Linked DNA regions of Mus musculus: region 1 is linked to region 2. Evidence: chromatin contacts called from public promoter capture Hi-C data. All regions are on one chromosome and are shown on one strand. The core of a region is the stretch at or near the end of the contact, and the rest is flanking DNA. Distances in the headings are between cores, read along the strand shown.

Region 1 (4,303 bases), core at 676-3,175, about 11 Mb before region 2:
TAGTTTTGTTGTCTCAGTCCAGAGCTCAGGCTGACCTTCAACCCACTGATTTTCGTGCATCAGCTTCTCAAAAACTACAGACAGGAGCCACCACAGCCAGCTTCAGATATGTCCTGACACCACTAACGGGCTGGTCAGCTGACTGTCCTCCACTGTACTTCTGTTAGAAGGAGACCACTCTCATCTGGACATCTTAGTGGACAGGGTTGGTCTGTCTGCTCTGGGTGCTGGGCCACACACTAGGTCCATCTCAGTGTTAACTAGTCACTCAACTAACTCTGATGGACTGTCTTTGTTTCTACCTATGGCCATTGGGCACCCGAGAGAGGTTAAATCAACTTCAGATCTGGTGTTAACTAGTTAATTTTACGTGGCTACTGGCTTCCTTTCAAGCCAGCACCAGCCTAAATCATATACTTCTATGCTTAGAAACTAAACTGTAGACCCCGCCTCTCCCAAGCACAATTGTATTTTTAAAAGGCAGAAATCAAACACTTCAAGAACTTCTCTTAAATGTATTTAATAAGACATATCAAGTTATGTACAATATATGACTGAGGCCTAGACAGTGTGTGTGTAATCATATAAATAAGATATATACCCTAACAAGGCTCAAAAGGCTACAAGAGGAAGAAATGATGTTAAGGTTGTGGTTATAAAATCATGAAAGGATTTATGCGAGTGTCACGTTTAGGTCGGAAATGACAGTTGCTTTATCAGATAAAGTTAGAACAAGAAGTCAGTCAAGGAAAAAGCAAGAGGTACCAGGATAGCATTCTAACGTAGCAACGCAGTTACAGACTAGGGGTACGCAGAGCTGGTACTTGGCAGGGAACCTCATGTTTCACCTGAACACGTGAAAGACAGTTTGATAAGAGAAAATGAGTATACAAGACTAAGAGACCTTAAGTGAAAGGTCTAATTGTAAGGCACAGGGGACCTGAATTCTACAGATTTAGCCTTCCAACTCAGTAAAGACAGGGAAGAGAGCAAAAGTTAAAGGAAGCATTCCTGACCTGAATTCTGAGCTCTCCCACTTCCAGGGGGTCACAGCCGAGATTAAAAGCCAGAGTGGCGGGCAGAAACACCAGTCCGTCAGCGAGTGGCTCTCCCGGCTGCTGCCCGGAGTTGGGTCCCAGTCTCTCAGACAGCTCCCAGCGCGGTTCTAGAACCTGGACTTGAGCCAAGCGCGGCTGCGAGGAGTTGGGTAACTCTGCGACCTGGGCCACCCAGACCCATTCGCCCTGGAAGAGTCCGAGACTCCGGAGACAGCTCCGGCTCACACCCAGCGCATCTCCAGTCCCTCCCAGAACCCCTCGGAGTCGCCGGACCGAGTGGGAAGCTGCAAAGGACGACACTACGGGCGGGGGCGGGGGATGGCTGTGATCCCGACTCTCCTGGCCCAGTTTGGCCCGCCCGCGGAGCTCAGTCACGGCCAGCCGTGTCCCCGGGCCCAGCAACCCCTGCAGGGCCGGTCGCGTCTCCAACACTCGCGATCCGGGCACGGGGAGGGTCTCCCCGCGGCGCACCAACAGCGGCCCGACTCGAGGCCCTAGCCCGGGTCCCGGAGCCGTGGCAAGCAACGCCCAGCCCAGGGCCGGGGGACGCCGCACAAGCCGCGCTCGTACTCGCGCCCCGGGCCCCAGCGCTAGGACCCGCAGCAGCGCGCGGCTCACCAGCAGCGGCGGAGGCCCCGGCCCGCGCTGCTCGCCCTGGGCGCCGGACCCTTCCACGGCCGCCACGAGCAGCGCGGGCTTCGCGGGACTCTCGCTCGCCGGCCGCAGTGCCAGCACCAGCCCCAGCCCCGTCGCTGGCCACGGGCCCCCGGGAGGCAACAGCACCGCCAACGGTGGTGTCTCCGTCGGGAAGGGGTCCAGGACGCGCAGGACAGCCAACGCCATGGCGAAGGAGAAGGAAACCACTCCACTTCCGGAAATAGGGGGCGGAAAAAGTCCGGGGCAAGAGAGGCGTTTCCGCTTCCGGTAGGAAAGTGGGCGGGGTGCCGATGGCCAAGTCGGCCCCTGAGAAGATGCACAGGGGTGGGGGGGAGCCTGGCTTGACGACCGCCTCCGTTGTTGTCGACGCACGCGCCCTTTGAAACTCAGTGGAGGAGCATTTTTACAATTCTGTAGGGCAAGTAGCGTCCTCTCGACCTTCATGCCCCATAACTTGAACTCAGTATTTAACTGACCAAGAGTAATCGGTGTGGGCCAGGCGGTGGTGGCGCACGCCTTTAATCCCAGCACTTGGGAGGCAGAGGCAGGTGGATTTCTGAGTTTAAGGCCAGCCTGTCTACAGAGTGAGTTCCAGGACAGCCAGTACTACACAGAGAAACCCTGTCTCGAAAAACAAAACAAAACAAACAAACAAAAAAGAATAATTGGTGTGAAAAGAAGGATGGGGTTTGGGGAGATGGCTTAGTGGTTAAGAGCACCGACTGCTCTTCCAAAGGTTCTGAGTTCAAATCCTAGGAACCACATAGCGGCTCACAACCATCCGTAATGAGATCTGATGCCCTCTTCTGGGGTGTCTGAAGACAGCTACAGTGTACGGACTTACATAAAATAAATAAATCTTTAAAAACAAAGAAAAGTGGAAAAAGTCCATTTTCCTGAGGATGTCTTAGTTTGTCCTGCTCAGCTGTAGGCACAGCGTCTTGAGGGTTACCGGGAACGTTGTAAGGGGGATGGTGGGATAAAACTGCCCCAGCCATGCTTATGCCAATCTATTTATGCAGCGGCTGCTGGCTGAATTAATGCATGGGATTCATGTAGCCCTGTTGCTTGGTGTTGCCACACTTCTCCCAACACACCCTCCTTAAAGCTCATGTTCCAGTGCCTTGGGTCCTTCACGTTCTCTGTCCTACTCCGATCTAACTTGAAGCTTGAACAGTTTACCTAATTCTAGGAGAGCTATAGGAGAGAAGGCGACAGAGAAGGAAAGGGTTGAAGGCTTCTGTGATGGGAACTGAGCCAATAGCCTTAGTTACTTAGATTTCGTCTTTGTCTTTACTCTTTCTTTTTTATGATTTATTTATTTAAAATTTGTACGTGCACTGCTGTTTTGTCTGTACGTATGTCTATGTGAGGGTGTCAGATCCCCTGGAACTGGAGTTATAGACACTTGTGAGTGACAGGTGGGTACTGGGAATAAAACCTGGGCCTGCTGGTAGAGCAGTTAGTGCTCTTAACAGCTGAGCCATCTCTCCAACTGCCCCCCTCCAGAAGTCTCCTTTGTAATTAACAGATACAGGTTTTTGTGAAATACATTTAATCAATATATTGGATTGTGGCTATTCCCCTTTTCTGGACCTTGTATTTTTTTTCCAGTTACTGTCAGACTGTCTCCTTTACAGTCGAACCTTTTGAGATAGTCTTCTATTTTGTATAGTATACATTCTGGAACAATTTGGACATCAGATATCAGAAAGTTTGAGTATTGACTACATGTATTAAGGTATCTTTATCCCCAGAAGATGAGAAAATATTTAGATTTCTGATTTTAGCTCCTGGAAATACCTTAGGTCATGAACCTGAAATTGGCCTGGAGATGTAGTTCAGTTGGTAGGGTGCTTGTCTGGCATGCTGTTGCCCTGAGTTTGATCTCAAGCACTTTATAAAGCCAAGTGTGGTTGGTTTGATAGACTCCTGTCTTCCTAGCAACAAGGTAGGTAGAGGCAACAGCTACGTGGTAAATTTGGAGCCAGCCTAGGATACATGAGAACTTGTCTCAATGGAATTGTCCAATCTTTTTGTTGTATTTCGTCTTTTTGTACATGCGTGTGTTCGTGTGTATTTGTGTAATTGCACATACGTGATAAAACTTTTCCTGGGGAGATTCAACACAAGTTTTCCCACCCCAGATAGGGATCCCAGGGCAGACCAAAACATAAATACCAGCCTGGTCTACAGAATGAGTTCCAGGACAGCCAGGGCTACACAGAGAAACCCAGTCTCAAAAAACCAAAAAATAATCAACCAAACCAAAAAAAAAAACAAAAAACAAAAAACAAAACCAAAAAAACATAAAGACCAACTAAGTCCAACTTGATGAACCAATGCACTTTATTGGAGTTAATTATAGAAATGTGGGTGAGGGGTCACTCACAGGAGCAGAAATGACTCAAAGCTGCATTAGCAAAGCCCACCCCAGTGTGGGTGACAGCTCACAAAGCTTGGAACCTGGAGCACACTGCACATCTGCAGGCAGCTCAACAGTTGAACAGTGTCCTTTCCAGGTGCCTCCTCTGGTCTATAACCCTCTACTAGGCATCTGCTCTGGTCTGGGAGTCTTCTTGGCAGCT
Region 2 (4,306 bases), core at 1,559-4,058:
CAGGAGAAACAGAGAGGTGCTAAGAGATTTGATATATATTTGGGACTCGGACAGAGGGGCTAAATAACATTATCATTTAACTGTTCGGGGGCATGATGTGCCAAGGGAGAGCCAGAGAAACAAATTCTTTAGAGGGTTACTAGTGTCACAGTGGCTGAACAAAGCTGGAACACAAGGAATAAAAAAGTCAGGAGAGGGGGTTAGAATTCTGGCAGGCACGCAGAGTGCGGTCATGATACAGGCACTCCGTCATCTGGAACTATGCTGAATTCTCACAGATAATTCACAGCAGCCACCTTACAAAGTGAGCGTTGTTGCTGTCATTCCAGTCACAAAGATGAGGACACTGAGGCTTCCAGGTTAAATAGTTGTCCCAGTTGTGTAACCAGCAAGGACCAGGGGTGGGAGAGGAACAGAGGTTCCCCTGCTCTGAAGTCAGGGTGCTTTCATAACTGTCACCAGGACATATATTTCACAGAGGGGTCCGGTGGGGATGACGTGGGCATTCATTAGTAAACTTCCAGTGGGTGTCATGGAACAGAGAGATTCGGGTTTGTCGGGTTTGAACAGGCTACTTGTAAGTCTCAGGGGGGAATATTGGATCCTGTCACATAGAAGCCTCCCCTCCAGCAACAGGTTATTATGTGAAGCGATTTGGTGGGTGGGGGGGATGATATTATGGATTGAACCCAAGGCTCTGCGCATGCGACACAAGTGGTTTTGAGTTGGGATATTTCTCTGTGGACGGAGCTGACAGAAGGAGTCACTCTAGGGATGTGTCCCTGAGCGATGGTTCTAGACAGTAACCCGATAGTTGGGGTGGACCTGGGGCCTGACTTCACAGACCATGCCGAGAAGCTGAGCCAGGACGCGCTCCCGATTCCTCTGCTGGGAACTCTGCATGCCCTGAACCTGCCGTCTTGTGGCCTGCTCCACTTCAGCAGACAGGTTCCCCTGAGAGCCCATGGCCTGGGGGATGGGGGCGGAGGAGAGAAAGAAAAAAGCAGACACAGAGAAAGGAGGGTCCCAGCATGTAGGAGGAAAGGTTCAGAGGAAGGCCTGGGAAGCCTTTTCGAAACTATTCCCACCCCACAAAAACATGTAGATACCAAGCAGGTGGGCACAATCCTTACTTCTGAGACTGACCATAAAACTGTCCCCACCATACAGACTGTGAAGGCTGCCCCACAAGTCTCATGTACCCTTTAAAACCCTCAGACCTTACAGATCCCGTCAAAGCTTTACCAATGTGTGGTCCTTGTCAGGGCCTCTTCAGCTCTCAGACACCCTAATTTCTTAGTCACCTGTATACACCTGGCAAGAGGCACCCACCGATTTGCACCTGGGTGGGGCCATCCCTGTCCCCCTCAACTCACCGCCTGCTGCTTGCTCTGAAACTCCTGTTCCCGCTCCCTGCGGTATTGCTCCACCTCCATTTGAGCCTCCTCCTTCGCCTGCTTCAGTCGCCGGGCCTTCCCTAGAGGCAGAAGGACAGTGAGTGTACACACACACACACACACAACCAGGTGCGTTAGTGGGATCAGTGCCCTCTAGAAAGTTATCCAGTTTCCTGTCAACCAACCAAATGCTAGACTGTAAAACCCACCCGTTTCTTCTACCCTAATAGCCTCAGTCCCCCATCTGTCCTCATTGTCCTTGGGCTTTTTTTTCCTAAGGACTCAAATGCCCGCTATCCCCTATTCCTAAATTCTCCTTCCATATTCCTAAGAGAGGAAAGGGGGGCTCACTCTTCCTGGCATCGGCCACCTTCTCCGCTGCCCGCTTCTCAGCCTGGAGGAGCTGCTGGATACCCTGGGTCTGACTGGCCATTTTTATCACTAGAGAGGATGCTGTTCCGAAGGCGACCGAGGTACCAGACGGCTCCCACCCTCCAGCGCCTACTCCTCCGGGCCCTTGATGCGGTCCTCCACTCCCACTGGGTCTTAGCGCTCCCGTTTTCACTCAGTCTCCTGCACCGGGTGGGTGTCTGTCATCCTCACACTGATGACTGGTCCTCCTCTCGAACCTCACTGAGGTAGTACCCGAAACGGCCGCCCGAGGGCAGCAGAGACCAGCCCTGTGCTGACTACTGCAGCAGGTGCAGGGCCTCTCCGTGTCACCAGGGTCCACAGAGATGGGTCTGGGGGAAGCGGAGGGCAGAGTGTTTGGGTGTGAGGAGATCTTGGTTGGTGGTCTCGAAGGAGACACAAAGGCGATGAGAATGGTGTGGGAAGGTAAGGATGCGCTTGGACACAGTACGCTGGGTTTCACTTACACTCCCAACTGTGTCTCCACGCCTCCCTCCGCCCTTACCCCCTCTTTTCAGCCTCCATCTTCTCTTCAGACTTTCCCCCCAAATCTGAACGTCTGCACACATCTCCCTGCTCTGTCCTACGTTTGCCTTGTTAGTGTCTAACCATGTGTTTTTCTTTTTTGATCTACCCATATACTTGGCCTCATTGTGGTTGTGTGGTGTGTGTGTGATTATGTGTGTGTGTGTGAGATTGTGTGTGTGTGTTTCGAGACAGGGATTCTCTCTGTAGTCCTGGCTGTCGCTGCAGCTCGCCCTATAGACCAGGCCTGCCTCTGCCTCTGCCTCCCTTCGAAAGCTCGCCTCTCATCTTCCGCTTGCAGGAGGACCCTATGTCGCAAATTGTCTTATTTCCCCTCCGGAGACCTAATCACAAGTCACCCAGTCCGAGCGTTCGGTACGATTTCCGGGATGGAACACACAGTTCATTTCCGCCCGAAACTTGCGCGTGTGCTTGCGCCATTTCCTGCATCCTGGCGCGCCTCCTCCCTCCCCACCTCCCTTCTCCGAGCGTCTTAAGCCCAGGCCTCCGGCCTCCGTCTCTGAGGGTCCTTGGGGGGGCGGGGAGCAGGTCTGATGAGTAACCCCTCCCCCCAGGCCCCAGAGGAAGAAGCCTCTACGTCTGTCTGTCGGGTACATTATATTCCATTTCTAGATCGCTCTTTGAATTTGTGACTTTTCTCCAGATTTGTGGCTAATGAAAATTGCCCCCATCTGGCCTTACTTGATTTTTGTTGTTGTTGTTGTTGTTTCCCTCCAAAGTTCAGAATTAACTTTTTTCTTGGGCTCTGGAACCTTAAAACAACTATGTATCATTTTCTCAAAAATTACATCAAAAATTAACTCTGTGATTCCCCCCTCCCCACCAGCCCCCAACTCCAACCCCATCCCCACCCTCCGCCCCAAACTTGCCATCTGCTAAGGGATGAGAGTTTAGAATAGGCCTTATCTCTTGCTGGAGATGCAAGGGGGAGGAAATAGGAGGTAAAGGGAGAAACGGGGAAGAGCGGAGCTGGGACCTCACCGCTGCCATTTCCCACTTCTTCCTCAGCCCCAGAGTTGTTCCATGGCCTCCGCTTCCCGCCGGCACCGCCGAGAGCGACGCTTCCGGCGGTACTTGTCTGCAGGACGGCTGGTGCGAGCCCAGGCTCTCCTCCAGCGACATCCCGGGCTTGATGTGGACGCTGGGCAGCCCCCGCCTCTCCACAGGGCCTGCGCCCGCCACGATGCCCCTGCCCTGTGCCTGCTGCTGCGTCTCGGCGCTGACCCTGCCCACCAGGACCGCCATGGCGACACGGCGCTGCACGCTGCTGCCCGCCAGGGCCCTGATGGTGAGTGGGTCCGTGGGAACTGGTCTTGAGAAGCTGGCCAGATCTGAACTGAAAGAATGCGTGGGAAATAAAGGCCTGGTGTGGTGGCGCAGGTCTTTTGACTCTGGGCAAGCAGAGGCAGGAGAATCTCTCTAAGTATGTAGCCTACACAGTGAGCTCCAAGACTACAGAGAGACCCTGTATCATACAACAAAATAGTTGGGAAATAAGTTAGTTCTTTGGTCCTTGGGAACTGTTGAAGATCCCTGGTTGGGATGTGGCCATATCTCTCTAGTAACAGAAAAGCTTATCCTAACATCGCCCAATCAACTAAGGGGTGTGTGCTAGCATGGTGTGATTGTTTGTTTGTTTGAAGATTTATTTATTTTATGTATATGAGTACACACTGTAGCAGTACGGATAGTTGTGAGTCTTCATCTGGTTGTTCGGAATTGAATTTTAGGGCAACCGCACTCTCTCCTGCCCATATTTATTATTATAAATAAGTACACTGTAGCTGACTTCAGACGTGCCAGAAGTGGGCGTCAGATCTCACGACAGATGGTTGTGAGCCACCATGTGGTTGCTGGGATTTGAACTCAGGACCTTCAGAAGGGCAGTCAGTGCTCTTACCCACTGAGCCATCTCACCAGCCCGATTGTTTTTGTTTTTGAGTCAGGGTCTT

The links. Promoter capture Hi-C pulls out the DNA fragments that hold promoters and counts their contacts.
Region 1: a contact with region 2 is called in a promoter capture Hi-C map of cranial neural crest. The contact joins the promoter of Pex6 here to the promoter of Nfkbil1 in region 2.

The regions. Positions count from the first base shown.
Region 1 is chr17:46,709,098-46,713,400 of GRCm38.p6, reverse strand. Pex6 (peroxisomal biogenesis factor 6) reads right to left here and starts at 1,925. Exons shown (of 17, transcript NM_145488.2): 1 at 1,017-1,925. The coding sequence starts at 1,901. It overlaps Gm52314 (a long non-coding RNA gene), which reads right to left. Exons shown (of 2, transcript XR_003952400.1): 2 at 4,047-4,303.
Region 2 is chr17:35,234,288-35,238,593 of GRCm38.p6, reverse strand. Nfkbil1 (nuclear factor of kappa light polypeptide gene enhancer in B cells inhibitor like 1) reads left to right here and starts at 2,808. Exons shown (of 4, transcript NM_010909.5): 1 at 2,808-2,944; 2 at 3,363-3,642. The coding sequence starts at 2,888. Atp6v1g2 (ATPase, H+ transporting, lysosomal V1 subunit G2) reads right to left here and starts at 1,998. Exons shown (of 3, transcript NM_023179.3): 1 at 1,749-1,998; 2 at 1,377-1,477; 3 at 1-969. The coding sequence starts at 1,830. The coding sequence ends at 796.